Regions from separate parts of the Sus scrofa genome. Here region 2 is linked to region 1. Evidence: chromatin contacts called from public HiChIP or PLAC-seq data. All regions are on one chromosome and are shown on one strand. The core of a region is the stretch at or near the end of the contact, and the rest is flanking DNA. Distances in the headings are between cores, read along the strand shown. Region 1 holds the start of REV3L (DNA polymerase zeta catalytic subunit). Region 2 has its middle 25 kb from the start of WISP3.

What was found. HiChIP or PLAC-seq counts read pairs in DNA pulled down with a chosen protein or histone mark.
Region 2: a contact with region 1 is called in an H3K27ac HiChIP or PLAC-seq map of alveolar macrophages. The contact joins the enhancer-like site here to the promoter of REV3L in region 1. A contact is called at or near these places in 2 of 5 promoter capture datasets (fetal skeletal muscle and liver), 8 of 47 Hi-C or Micro-C datasets (embryonic fibroblasts, epiblast stem cells, fetal heart ventricle and 5 more) and 1 of 2 datasets of contacts at active chromatin or transcription factors (alveolar macrophages).

The regions. Positions count from the first base shown.
Region 1 is chr1:77,398,361-77,402,627 of Sscrofa11.1, forward strand. It overlaps REV3L (DNA polymerase zeta catalytic subunit), which reads right to left and starts at 2,191. Exons shown (of 33, transcript XM_021091241.1): 1 at 1,600-2,191. LOC102167874 reads left to right here and starts at 1,737. Exons shown (of 5, transcript XM_021084615.1): 1 at 1,737-2,036; 2 at 2,177-2,339; 3 at 2,512-2,549. The coding sequence starts at 1,737. LOC110260596 (a long non-coding RNA gene) reads left to right here and starts at 2,558. Exons shown (of 2, transcript XR_002343829.1): 1 at 2,558-2,653; 2 at 3,615-4,267.
Region 2 is chr1:77,978,788-77,983,054 of Sscrofa11.1, forward strand. No RefSeq gene overlaps it. Among named protein-coding and RNA genes, the nearest start is that of WISP3, 25 kb to the right of the region's middle. Within about 2 kb of position 2,289, at least 10 of the 83 cell types and tissues checked have an H3K27ac peak or open chromatin away from gene starts, as enhancers often do. A contact at or near this core is called in alveolar macrophages, retroperitoneal adipose tissue and skeletal muscle, where this site is marked.

The DNA.
Region 1 (4,267 bases), core at 941-3,440:
ATTATAATACACAGCAATGATGCCACCGTATATCCTATTAGCATGCCACTTTATAACTTCAAAATTTGGCTGAACAGAGCTATAGCAACATCACCATTTTATTCTTTCTCTGCATCTAAAGTGAAAAAAAAATCAGTATATTACACTGAAATTCCAATTAGAAACTCAGACAGCACCACTATATTTAAAAGCGCAGAAAAATCTATCCCTCAAAACACTTTATTGCCTCTATTCTCCAGCTTCCAAAGTTTCAGGTGTTACACTTTCAACAAATTGTTAACAGCATCCAAATTCCCCATCTTACAAAGTCCACACCATCGAAATCTTTTTCACTGTTTTAAAAAGAAATATCCTACCAAACCTCACCAACAACGTTGACATTTTTAACAAAGAGAATTCACATTAAGAGATAACCGCTTGGAAAGACTGCCTGTGTTTGAGAAAGTGCTATTATCTTGAGAGCCCAGAGAAACTGACTGGAGTAATAAGATGAATGGTGATTAGGGCAAGGAGCATCAAGTGGGAAATGCTAGCTAAAATCCCAGAGGGCAATACCTAGCTAGAGGTAAGAGCATCTCTTTCCAGGAGGCAGCTCCATTATTTCACGTAGGCAGTTCAAAGCATATAGAAAAACAAAACAATTAAAAACCCTGTAAATTTGGCCACTATGCTATTTATAGTATCATAAATGCCCAAGAGCTTTAGAGAACGTGGCTTCTGTCTCCCCGCCCCACTTGTTCTTCAAAATAGTTTTTGTCTTAAACGTATGTGTATTTAAAATGTAATCCTACAACCCAGCAGAGAGGCATTTTCTTTAATGTTTGCGTCGCTGGGTTTAGCTGTGGTTCCTAAGATATTCACGCTATTAAGTGGGATGTTTTATGTTAGGCAACATAAACACGCATTTCCTACTTCCGTGGATACACGTTTCCCTGAAAGCCATGCACCTGGGGAGGCAGCCCTATTCCGACTCTGAGGCTTTCAACTCTAAGGAGTTATGACTGCACTCACAGCAGAACCACATGGTCACTTCAATGAGAAAGATCCGCTGGCCCCAGGCGCCCCCCTTCAGCCCTCGGCATCTCCAGAAAGGGCAGAGGAGAGCGCTGCTGAGAAAAGGCGACGAGGAAGGACTGACGACAGAGGTGACACTTCCCCACACGACCTAAGGCCATTGCCAGCAAGGGGCACTTGGGAGACGCAGAGGGTGCCCCACCAGCGACCGATCTCAGAGCGCAGCCCTGCGCACCCACTCGAGGAGGACGCGGCGCGGCCACCCGGCTAGTCCTCCGGGGCGAGAGCGGCGCCCGCCTGCCCGCGACCCCGTATGCGGACTCGGCAAGCGACCGCCGCACGCAGTGTAAACAGTCGGCGCCCGCCGCCTCCCCGCCACAGGCTGGATGGGGGGAGGGCCGTCGCGCTCGCGCGGACCCACATTTTTGCGCCTCTGTCACGCGCGTGAGGAAAAGCGACGAGGGTGAAGGGGAGGGAAGTCGCGGCAGCCGTCCGCCGAAAGGGCCGGTGGCGTGCGCGCGAGTGCGCGGCGGGGAGGGCTGCCCCGGCGCCCGCCGCTCACGCCCGCGCCCCGCGCCCGCTTACCTGCCGGGGTCGCTCCGAAGATTCGCACCACCGGCACCTTCTTGACAGGGGCCTGGGTGAGGGGGCATTGGCAGATATCCAGCCCCTGCAGCGGGCTGGCCATGTAGTAGTCGGCAGTCACGATCCTCACTGAGAACATGTTCGCCGCCGCCGCCGCCGCCACCGCCTTCTCTTCACTAGCGACCTGGCAGCGGCGGCTCCTTCCGCAGCGGCGGCCCCACAGCAACGGTGGCGGCGGCGCCCCCTCCCCTCCGCGGCTCGGCCCCCTCCTCTCACACTCCGACAACGCGAGCAGCGGCGGCGGGCGGGGCTGTGTGGCAAGGCGGCCGCCTCCTCAGGAGCACCCGGCGAGGGGCGACAGGAGAGAAGCCCTCACGCTTTCGTCGGTGCTGCTGCTGGTGCTGCCACCACTGCCGCCGCCGCCGGGAATCACACGGGCTCCTCGGTCCCAGGCTGCAGCTCTTGTTGCCATGATGATGATGTCACGGACGCAACCACTGGGGGAGGGGAGAAGGGGGTTGAGTGTGTGGCGAAGGGAGGGCTGTGAGTAGTTGGGGGAGGGGACGCGGCGGGAAAGGGAGGGAGCTGGGCGGGCGCCCGACCGGGACACCCAGGCGGGGGTCGAGAAGGTGGTTTCTCCCCCGCCCTCGGGCAAGCGGCGAGGGAGGAGGCTGCCGTCAAGCTGGGTTCGCGACCGGCTGGGGGGATCGATGACTCGGCCGGTGGGCACGGCCACCTGGGTGAGGGGCCGCGGAGGAGGGGGGGGGGCGGAGCGCCGATGTCATGGATGGGCTCCGAGGGCCTGGCGGGAGGGGGGCGCCAGTGTTCAGGGCCGTTTTGGTGGCGAGGAGGGATTGGCCTGAGCCGCAGTGCTCGCGCTCGCCTCGCCGACCGCCATTTCACATCCTGCAGAGAAGGCGGGGGCAGCCGCGGAAACAGCTTTTTACAAGGTAAGAGAACCCGCCCGCGGGGGGGGCGGGGAGACAAGGCGCAGATCTCGTGCCGCCGCGGCCTCGCGGGAGGGTGAGCGGCTGACACCAACAGCCCTTCTCAGGTAGCGCGGCAGACCCGCGCGTGGCCCGGGGGCGGTGCGAGGGGCGGGCGCCTGAGCGCGGGCTGCGGCCTATAAAAGGGCCGCCCCGGCGCTCCCTCCCGGACGTACGGCGCGAGCCGCCGCGCCCCCTCCTTCGTGGTGCTGCAGTGTCTGCGCCCAGCAGCTTAATGAGATTTATTCACGTTCGGCTATGTTCGGCTTTGCCAGGGGTTGGCAGATCCAGTGCACAGGGATTTCCCACCACGGTGTTTTTCTCCCGCCCCTTTCCTTTCTTCTCGCCTTAGTATCCCCCGCCTAGTTTCCTCCCCGGGGCCGGTAGGCTGCGTCCTGGGCGCGCGCCTGAACATGTACGGACTTGTCATTTCCCGGTGACCTCCCTCCTCCTCTCCCTCTCCTCTCTTCCCCGGCGGAATGTAGGATTAAGAACCTTTCAGCGAAATCTTCGGCCAGGGAAAAAGCCCCTGAAAGTCACTGCGTCAGATGTGGGCTCACAATGTTATTCATTAACAGTTGGTGTGAGGTTTTACTACCCTAAGGCATAAAAGCAAAAGGGAGCGGGCGGGGAAGAACCGTTAGACAAAACAACTTTATCCAGAAAGGAGGGGGGCTAGGGGTGCAGTTGTGAAATCCAGAAAAAAAGGGTAGGAGCAGATGGGGCTGGGTTGGCCATTTTATTGGAACCGTTGGCGTTTTGTCTGACTTGATCCCTAATATTGGGTGTGACCTTGGACAAATAAATTGGTTTCTTGGGGCCTCAGTTTCTTCATCTGTGAAACGAGAGTTCCTCTTAAAAATCCACAAATCTTCCCAACAAAAAGATTTAAGCAGTAGGAGACAGAACCGTGGTTTCAAGTTTGAAATATACCACTTAATTACGACCTTTGACAGTTATATTCAGTTTACCCAAATTAGAGATTCTTTCACGCATGTTATTATATAGGTGTATTTTAATGATTACTAGGTTGCCTTGTATTTGAACTGGTGTGAGAGATCCTTATTTGGAACCATCGTGGGTCTTAAAAGGCTCAAAGACACAGATCACTGGTAAGCTGTCTATAAATTCCATAACGTATAATGCTAATAAGAATTTATGCTTCAAGGGATTTGAGACTGATTACCACAGAGAATTAGCCTGCAGTTTTCAACCTGAGAGCATGATTGTAAACATAGGTGGCAAGATTTCCACTAATATACAGGAAATTACCTAATAATATCTTAAGAGGCAAAATCTTTTAAGTTGATTTAAGTTTTAGAAGCCTATGCAAGTGACTTAAAAATAGGACTACCATGCTAAATGCATTTTTCGGTAAATATTTTGTACAAGCTGGATGTCAGATGCACAATACTGGTGATTCTCACAGTATTCTATGCCACTAGTGTGTTGGTTAAAATTTGATATTTTGGCCTTTACTAAATCACATTTTGGGGGATTGGGGCTTGGAACTTGGTACTGTTAGCAACCCCACCCACCACTCTCATGATTCTTAATATAAAATTGAGATTCTCTGTACTATATTATAATCAAGGGCATCCATAATATGTATATTATTCCTAGCTAGAAAAAGGTAAAAGTAGGAGTTCCTGTTATGGCTCAGCCGGTTAAGGACTCGATAT
Region 2 (4,267 bases), core at 1,039-3,538, 580 kb after region 1:
TGTGGGGTAGTATCTCATAGTAGTTTTGATTTGCAGTTCTCTAATAATCAGTGATACTGAGTTTTTCATGTGCTTGTTGGCCATCTGTATGTCTTCCTTGGAGAAATGTCTATTCAGGTCTTTTGTCCATTTTTCAATTTGGTTGTTGGCTTTTTTGCTGTAGAGTTCCATAAATTGTTTGTATATTTTAGAGATTAGGCCCTTATCAGTTGCATCATTTGAAACTATTTTCTCCTATTCTGTAAGTTGTCTTTTTTTTTTTTTTATGGTTTCCTTTGCCATGCAAAAGCTTGTCAGTTTGATTAGGTTCCATTTGTTTGTCTTTGCTTTTATTTCTGTTGCCTTGGGAGACTGTCCTGAGAAAACATTTGTAAGGTTGATGTCAGAGAATGTTTTTCCTATGTTCTCTTCTAGAGTTTGATGGTGTCTGGTCTTACGTTTATGTCTTTAAGCCATTTTCAGTTTACTTTTGTGCATGGTGTGAGGGTGTGTTCCAGCTTCATTGATTTACATGTGGCTGTCCAGTTTTCCCAGCACCACCTGCTGAAAAGACTGCCTTTTTCCCATTTTATATTCTTGCCTCCTTTGTTGAAGATTAATTGACCATAGGTGTCTGGGTTTATTTCTGGTTCTCTATTCTGTTCCATTGGTCTGTATGTCTGTTTTGGTACCAGTACCACACCATCTTGATGATTGCAGCTTTGTAATATTACCTGAATTCTGGGAGAGTTATACCTCCTGCTTGGTTTTTATTCCTCAGGATTTCTTTGGCAATTCTGGGTCCTTTGTGTGAATCCACAGTTTTTAAATTAGAATCACTCACCTGGTGTCTGGACTTACTGAGTTTCAGGTTCTTTGTGCTTCAGCATCGAAGGAATTCAGCGAGAGACAGTGATAGGATAGGATGCTTGTGAGAGATGGAAGCAGGCAGGTGAGGAGGCTCTGCCCCAAGAATTAGGTAGGCTACCGTTTTATCATCCAAGGGGAGTGGGGGTGGGGAAAGACCACCTTTTTCTCTTTCTTTGAGTAGTAGGTCCTCCTTGGTATCTGCTAAGAGAGAATTTGACCCTCTAAGGTCAAACCAGGACTGTCATCGTGCTTATTCAAATCAGCAGAAGGCTGGTCCTTAAACACTTGCCCCTGATCTGAGCATGAATGCAGGCTTCACCCCATTCCCCACCCAGTGACCTGAGGCATGTCTCATATCTCCCAAAGTCCCCTACGGTTCCCTCTCTATCTATGGTCTCTTATTGGGACTTCCACAACTATGTGTGTAACTATCCTACTCCATCCCTATCTGAATTGGAGCTGCAGCTGCCAGCCTATACCACAGCCATAGCAACAAGGGATCCAAGCCAGGTCTGTGACCTACGCCACAGCTCACAGCAACACTGGATACTTAACTCACTGAACGAGGCCAGAGATCGAACCCACATCCTCACAGATGTTATATCAGGCTCTTAACCCACCGAGCTACAATGGGAACACCTTAACTCCCCTATACTTCATTTCTCACTTGCTTCATTTTTCCAGAGTCATCACAGCCATCGTGGCCAAGCCATCATCACCTCTTGTTTGAATCAAGGTGAAACTCTCTAACTTGTCTCCCTTCATTCTCTTGTCCCTGACCACACAGCATCCAGATATCCTTTCTCTGGTGCCCAGAGCACTCAAACACAGAAGCTAAAATTCTTAGTCTGACTTCAAGACCCTCTGTGACTTCTCTTGCTTCGGCTCCCTCTCACATTTCTCACCCTCTCTCATTCTACTCCAGCCACACTGGCCTTCTTCCTATTCTCTGAACATACCTCAGGGCCTTTGCACTTGCTGTCCCTGAACATATTTTCCTATCTTTAGGGAAAGATATTGTGGATACCCCTGTATAGCACTTAGATTGATTTCCTATTACTGAGGCATGAAGAGACCTGAGAGGGGGCTGAATTAGGCAATGTCAAAGTGGCTGCTTTCCTGCACCCCTTTCATCATGATTTTCTATGTAACATCTTTCATGCTTTCTGCCTACCCAACCTATGTGATGGTCAGTGTCAGAGCTCAGGCTGGAGAACCAGCCACCGGACAGTTAACAGTTACACAGGCAGTGGCTGTTTGAGTCTTGTTTCTGCTCCAGGCAGGATCCCTTTTTATCTCAGACCCCAAACAGTGGAAACGGATCTTTCCATCACACCGTCTCCTCTCCCATTTTACTAAAAGGCCCAGAGAACATACCCAGGACAGTCCTCAGGGCAGAGAGAGGATGTAAGAGAAGCTAGTCCCCTAGGGACAGGGGAAGATCCAGCTGGCAGTCACCAGGGCGCTGAGTGTGTGGGAGGAGGAAGCAGCCAGTCAGCCTGGCAAAAGGCCTAAACAGGCACCAACCAGCCGAGGAGAGGCAGCCAAGGCGAAGAGAAATCTGACCACATCGGAACTCAGACCAGTTGGCAAGGAACTTGGTCCCACTAGTTCCTGGAGGATAAAGAGGTGAAATTGTGTCTCAGGTCCCAAGACAGACCAACATCTGATGTTGTATGCTTGAGGTTTCTAAGTGTGAGCCAGGCTCATTGCATCTAGCTGTCATTTCCATGTGTTGATCCAGTGTTTTCCCAACAAATGCTTTGAGTATGTCCTTAAAGTCCTTGATCAAAGGCTGGAGAGGTCTGGTCCCACTTGAGATGGTTGTCTGGATGGAGTGGACTCTAGCTAATAATTCAACTCTCTTCAGCAGCCAGAGAAGGGGAACTCAGAAATGTATACCCCTTCCAGAATGAAGCTTTAACAAGACTTAGTCTGAGTCTGTTGTACCTTTTACCTCTTTTACACAGCAGGGGCTCTGTCTTCCTTTTTCCTTCCCATAGCACCAGTGCTGTATGTGGCAGGCATTAAATGACTATCTACCTAAAAGAAGCATATCTTGAATTAAACTACATGTTCTGACCATCTCAGTAAACCCTGCACATTTTTGGCAGGGGTTTTCAGGCCCCTCTGCACCATCCACCCCAAAGGGCTGTCAGGACCTAAGTATTCTGACTATCTCACCCTATCGTCTTGTGCACAGGTGCTTGCATCCAAAGTGCTTGTAAAAGCAGTAGACTCTACTCAAGTCTAAAGTGGGAAGACTACCTGTGATGATGTTGGATAATTGCCTCCAGACTAGCAGAGCTAGTGCTATTACTGTGTGTTCATGAGGTATGAGCTGAGACTTTCCCTCCTGAATGTAGATGAGGGCAGATTCCAAAAGGGGCTGTCATAGAAAAACATTCAGCTTTCCAACAGGTCTTTATTATTTTATTTCATTGGCCACCCCAAGGCATATGGACTTCCTGCACCAGGGATCAGATCTGAGCTGCAATGGTGACCTGTGCTGCAGCTGTGGCAACGCCAGATCCTTCACCCACTGTGCCAGGCTGGGGATCAAACCTGCATCCCAGTGCTTCTACGACGCAGTTGATCCTGTTGTACCACAGCAGGAACTCCCCAGTCAGTCTTTAAATAGGATCTCTCATTTCGAGAGGCAAGATATTTGATACACAGAGTAGCTTTCCCCAGCTGAAGGACATAGCTACAAGTCAAAGTGTAGATTTTAATTCCTCATGAAAGGGTCAGAGGGCCACCACCCTCCTTGTGGGTGGTTTTTAGCATCAGGTGTCTGGGTTATGAATTCCCAAGCAGGGGGACAATTACTTTCCTCCAAAAGGCCCAACCAGAAGGACTTGGCTTTGGTCTGCCTTTGCTTCCCCCTCCCTCTTCTTCCTCATTCCCTCTCATTCCATCCAGCCCACAGAACCCACTTTAAGGAAGTGTAGGATTCTGAGGTCAATGACCTCTGCAATATCTCCCCAGGCACCAAAGTCAGGGAAACTTGCACAGAGGAATGGGCATTAGATTTGAATTCAATGAATATACCTGAAAGTCTTTCTTTTCTTTGTATCGGCCAAATGAAATGAACTGATAACAGCTAAGAAGTGTGGGATTCAAGCCACAGGCTTGCACCAGTGTTAAATGATGGTTCGATCAAGTGGTACAAAGAAAACACATGAGCGCAGGGCCTTCATGGCAGGCCCAGCTTCTTACTGCTTGAGTCTCATGTTGAGGAAGAAAAGGATGGCTGAAGAAGGGCCTCTCTGTTTTTTATTGCTCTAAGAGAGTTTCGGACACATTTAAGGGAAAGAAATGTATGGAACTCGGGCAAGAATCCTCTTCCTGGTTGAATGAGGGCTCCCCCCACCACATTCCTCATGGACAGCTCCCCCTGCTGGTATTCAGACTATTC